2 separate regions of the Drosophila melanogaster genome follow, and region 2 is linked to region 1. The links are chromatin contacts, called in public Hi-C maps. All regions are on one chromosome and are shown on one strand. The core of a region is the stretch at or near the end of the contact, and the rest is flanking DNA. Distances in the headings are between cores, read along the strand shown.

Region 1 (2,942 bases), core at 320-2,819:
GCCACCAAAAGCTGGGTTCGTGCACCTGAAACCAAGTCTATATCGTTTGGGTGGCCACCTCCCGCTGGCGACTGCGCCGATAGTTTCCATAGGCCTCCAGTCCGTTGATGCAAAATGCTGTCAGGCCAAAGAACTGTAAAAAAAAAGGTGAAGAATAGGGTGTATTAGACGGATCTACAGAGAGTTCATCACAGCGAGGGAATGAATCGGCTCCAACTGGAGGCTCAGTGTTTCGTTTACCAGTATCTTTCCTAGCTTAATCATTAGCCGAAACAATGAGCCGTAATACTTTTGGTTTCCGAACTTATCCTAACTGCGAGAACGCCACTTACCGCCGCCGCCGTATAGGCTCCAATATCCAGGGAGAGTACGAGTCCGGAGGCCGTGAAGTAGGCCAGGGCCAATGAGGAGTGCACCGCCAGGGACCAGAGCGTGGGATCGCATCGGCAGAACTGGCGCTGCCACAACCGGAGATACCTGGCCAGGAGCAGGCAGCCGGTGGCCACGAATCCGATGGTGACTACGGCCAGGTAGAAACTGCCGCGGAAATTGCTCACGCGCACCGGTCCGCAGATGATGCACAATATTCCAACAAAGCTGCACAGCTGAAAGACGCACACATACAAGCGCACACATTAAGGGCGATACACAATGGCACATATGTGTAAGGCTAATTACCAAACAGGCCAGCTTGCACAGGCCCGGCATGCTGAGCAGGTATTTGCGATCGTAGTCCTGGGTTCCCGTCAACGACATCGCGGCCAATACAAGATATATACGTTTTGGATGCAGTTAATCCAGATTGTCCAGCCGAATAGATGCCTCAGAAACGAGCGATTAAAGCCAATGTAGCAAATGTAGCGAAGCGCCGCTGACTAATTCATATTGCGCTCGCCAGCACGCACAGAATGCCACTGAAGTAATACAAACAACACAAATACTCAGAATTCTCCCATCGTTACACTCGGCGAATAAAACTACAATTGCGAGAGCGAGAGAAGCAGCGGGCGAAAGAGAGAGAGAGAGAGAGAGAGAGAGAGAGAGACAGAGAGCGAGCAACACATGGCACAGTGGGACGAAACGATCAGGAAATGTAGTACATATTGTGTACAAATTGTGTTATCTACTCAAATGGTATCTAATGAAACTATAAATATTAAGGAGATTAGCTTTAGCTGGGTATTTATAAAAAATAGGATTATTAGTTTAAGAAAGCTGTAATTTCCAATAAATGAATAAACCATATTAACTTGTCTTACTAACTGTAGTTTTGGGGGTCTGTTCATTGTGAATGCTTCTTCGTTACATTATACTAATTTTCGTTCGGGGGATGTCAAGGGGTGAATCTAACACGGTGTGACTCACTGACCTCCAGGGATATATTAAATATATGTATATTCATAAGGCAAGGTGACCGGTTACTGGGTGAGCAAAGCTTTTTTAGTCGTGTGAAGTGCCGAGCTTTTATGACTGGCATTGCTTGTGACATGCAGTTTGAGGTTGGGCCCTTTTTGGACCACTGTGCATTCGAATTTCCATCTGTATCTTAATGCCCAGCATCATTAGATTGTGCCATTCGAATCGTATTTGTTATCGGCTATGACCGAAACGCTTCTCGTTATTTTAATCGGCACAGCAGGCTAATTGATTTAGTTACTTAACGGATAAATCGCTGCACAAATCCGAATGCGAATGCAAATGCGAGCCTCCCAAAATCAAATGCAATTTCGTCGTGATTCACATTGCAAAACACAAGCTGCCCAGCACATATCATACGGAATACGTGAATATACACAAACCATTTGGTGGCCAGATAAGTTTGACGAACTTTGAACACACTACTCCATACAAAAGAAAAAAATTTTATGATACAAAGCTACAAAGATATTACAGATACAATTTTTTCATTCATTTAATTTTGATTTCTCGCTACTCATGTACTATTTTCCACATTCAATTGTTAAAGTTCTTGAAAATGCATAGATACTTGTATAGGGTAGCAGTCGAAACACTCTGGCCCGACATCAAATTGAGTTATATTAATTGACTCATATTCATGAGAGGTGGCTCGTTTACGAAATGGCCGCATGGGTGGCCCCCGCCTCCTGGCCAAGGTCACTTGCACAATCGCCTCGACTGACTGAGATTCAGAGACATTCACAGTTTCACAGATTCACATATTCTAATGCAGAGCGGAAAATGCTGAGTGAGATATCTATGCGACGGAAATCGGCCACAACAAGCGGAAATGAGCACGAAAATCATAAATGAACTGCACTTGAGCAATTTAAGCGATAAAGTGCAGTTTCCATTTCGAGGGTAACAAACAGTCAGACGACTGCAGGGCAACTAATGTCTACATGATTTCTAAAAGCTCATGCATATATATGTATAAACATATATATATACATAAATATGGGAGGCACGAGATTTGCGCTCATCGATAAGCATCGAATCGTCTGGACAAGCGGGGAAAATGTGCGGCGGAAAAGCGAAGAAAATTGACTGGAGAGCGGATTTACACTTGAGGGCGTGCGAGTCTCAATGGCAAAAAGCTATGATTACCTATGGACATTTCTTTGATTTCTTTAGGACTTTGAATTCGATAAGTGCACAGAGGACTTTATAAATGTGCGCTTTAAACCACTGAATAACAGCAAAAGCATCTAAATAGTTTTTAACTAAATATCCAACTTATACTCAGTGGCACGTTGCTGAGAGTGCATTGTTTAGTGATATATCTCGCCTACGATTCATGCACATGGCTGGTTTTTCGCTTACGCACTCAGGCAATTTCCATCGCTTTTCCACCCATGTTGTAGAGCAGCGGAGAGAGAGGGGGGCGGGGCCGGGGGGAATTGGAAAATGTGGGTGCATCTAATTAGAAAAGCATTCGCTGTAATTGCCAGCTGCTGCATCAGCAAGATTTTGTTTGCTTTGGC
Region 2 (2,942 bases), core at 136-2,635, 250 kb before region 1:
GCATTTACTGTACAATCAACCGACAGCAAACAAGAAAGGTGCCCTGAAAAAAAAAACAAACCATTGTGGTCGCACTCTCGAAAAAAGGGTTAAAAGTGAAAATCTGGGCACCACAAAAAGGTGAAATAAAAAAAAAAAACGAAACACCGGAAAAAAGCCAGAAACAAATCAAAAATAAATAATGCCTGGCGGCGAAAAAAAATCAATTGTGGGCGGCGAGGGGCGGGGCAGGTGATCAAAGGCAAAAGAAAGTAAAACTCGCCAAGTGGGTCAAAATCGCGCCGTCACACAATCCATTAAACAAACACACACACACACGCTGTGATTTTCAGTTAGTGATACAATTGAAAATGCAATTTACAAAAATCAGCTGCGGTCGAAAGAGATGGAAATATATACAATATATGTATATATGTATGTGAGTATATCTTGAACTTGCCAGTTTGATGTGAATTTAATATTATATTGTCATTTCCGTTGCATGCGATCGATGTTTCATAATGAGCAATCATCATTATTGGTTATGATAATGATTGAAGATGAGATTGCCTGAAATGTCGGTATTGACAACTTTGCACCTTCGCTACCTTTTTATGATCGGGGTATTTCCACTGAAAGCCATTTGCAATCAATCAAAACATTTAAGACACTTGTAAAAATTAATGCCTCGATAAGTGTGATCAAGTCAATAAATATTGTACTAAAACTGGGCACTTTTGAATAAACATTTTTCTAAACCTCAATACCGGATGGTGTAAGCATTAAATCCGACTAAAAAGAACTCAGCAGTAGGAAGTGGGATATTTATCATCTTTGGAAATCCCTGGTAACGGCAAAAAAGAACTTGTGCACCTGTGTTCGCCGGTGACTCAAAAGAGAATATTCTTAAACACCGGAAGTGTTATCGCAGGATTTTCCAGATAATTGCAACCATTGACCATTATTTTCTAGGAAATTCCTGATTCCAAACTAAGCCCGTGACTAATGTATGAATTATGGTCCCTTTGAATGTTTCAGTTGACATACATTGGTGTATTAGCAAGTGGACAGTCCCCGGTGCGAATCCGTTAAATGCATTCGAGTGCAACTCAATGTGTGTGACTGAGTCAAAGTGTCAATGTCGTCGCGGGTGGAAGGGAGACAGCTGCTGGCGTGGGCGTGGGCCATGCATTCTCTCTGCCTCTCGCGCCCCCTCCCCTCCCTCATTTTCGTGGGATGCAGATGCCCAAGAGAGAGATAGTGCGAGTGCGTGGTGCATTGGGGAGCTCCTCTCCCTCTCCCTCTTCCTCTCCCTCTCGCACTCTTCCTCTGCTCTCTCTGCCGCCGCCTCTGCCGCTGCGCAGCCGCCTTGCTGCCGGCGTCGCTGTCGTTTCCATTTCCAATTTCCATTTACGCGACGATCGCTTAAAAGATCGGTCGTCGGTCAGCGCAAACATTTACAACACTCTGGGCTTTGTTTTTGTTGTTGTTTTGTAATTCTCGGTTTCGTTTGTTGTGTTTTTTTTTATTTTTTTTTAATTTTAAATAATTTTTTTTTTGAATAACGGATCCCTTGCGCCGACAGAGCGGCAATATAAAATTGAAGCACATACAATCAGCATTTAGTCGAAGTTTGCAGCTTGCCCAGCGACACACTCTCCCACACACGCACACAAAAAAAACACACACACACATATATATATTTGCAAAGTGCACTCTCTTCCGAAGAGCCGGCAACAGGAAGAAGAAGAAGAACAGGCGCAGCCTCGCAATCAACAAAAAACAGTAAGTAGAATAGGCAACAACAAACTAAAAAAAAAAGTAAAAGAATGCAGCAAACATACTATAAACTAAACTAATTTGTCAAAAGTGAAAAAATTAAGGCAAGAACGCAGAAGAAACTGAGTGAAGAAAGGGGAGAAGAATTCAAAAGAAAGTGAAGTGCAAAAGCTTCAGACGAACTGGGGGTTGATGTGAAAGAGGGAGGACTGCCGAAGAAAAGGGGTAGAGCTTACAAACACAAAAAAGAATTGCAAAACATCGGGGATGAAGATTGTAAAAAAGACACGTAAAAAGACAGCAGCCAAGAAAAGGAATGACTGTGTAAAATTAAGGGAGAATTGTAAATGAATGAGGGTGAAGATTGTTGAAGAATGCCAGGCGAGATTTTACTAAAAGACTGCATAACGAGAAATACCCGGTAAATGATAGTTGGGTTGTAAGAGGGGAAAACTGGCAAGATTTCAGAAGAATCCAGCAAAATAAATTCCTTTGCAAAGAGTTTTGGTGTTTTCAGTGAATATATGCCATATTAAAGGGAAATTAGCATTGCAAGTATTTTGAAGACTTCAGCAATTACTAAAGAAAGGCTTAATTTACAAATGAAAAGCCAGATTATGTAAAAAAAAAAAAACAAAAAAGTTGTTGTAACGAACGAGGAAGTGCAAAATGCACCCGCTTCATTTTAAAACTGGTTTTGATTTTTAATTATTTGGCCACTTAGCGGAACAAGTTGAAATTTTGACGTATTTCGCATTCGTCGAAAGTCTTAAAATCTGAGAATTTCACGCGAAATATTCTTTTTTATACGCCCCTTTGTTAACGAATTAAGAGGCAATTAGTGAGAATCTAATTCATTTTTTATAGTTCAGAATTTTCGATCGGAAGAGGATATTTCTTAATGTTTGAATGTAGTAAGGGAAGTTGTATCTTAAAGTTCAGACTTAACGAAGTTTATATTAACAGAGATACGATTTTAGGAAGTTTTTGGGGCTTTACATACGATTTGTCGGTTAAAATTGAATATGAACTTTAACTGGCAGGACTCAGAAACTGAGTTCTGAATCTTAAACTGTTTACTTTTCGGAATGAAATGCATAAACGCACTACTTAATGAAAGGAGAACGTGGGGGGGCACGAAGGTCGAGGTGAACAGCAACGAAATGAAACCGAAACAAAGCGAA

Evidence for each region. Hi-C and Micro-C count contacts between places; a contact is called where the count stands out from the background.
Region 2: a Hi-C map of the Kc167 cell line shows a contact between it and region 1, with 2.0 times the contacts expected there. The contact joins the promoter of CG3097 here to the promoter of CG12730 in region 1. A contact is called at or near these places in 4 of 107 Hi-C or Micro-C datasets (the Kc167 cell line, eye imaginal disc, larval brain and 1 more).

What each region holds. Positions count from the first base shown.
Region 1 is chrX:5,515,235-5,518,176 of dm6, reverse strand. It overlaps CG12730, which reads right to left and starts at 1,569. Exons shown (of 3, transcript NM_001297967.1): 1 at 679-1,569; 2 at 333-605; 3 at 1-133. The coding sequence starts at 756. The coding sequence ends at 38. It also overlaps asRNA:CR45518.
Region 2 is chrX:5,769,223-5,772,164 of dm6, reverse strand. CG3097 reads left to right here and starts at 1,385. Exons shown (of 4, transcript NM_132031.3): 1 at 1,385-1,764. All of the region lies in intron 1 of CG42699, which reads right to left.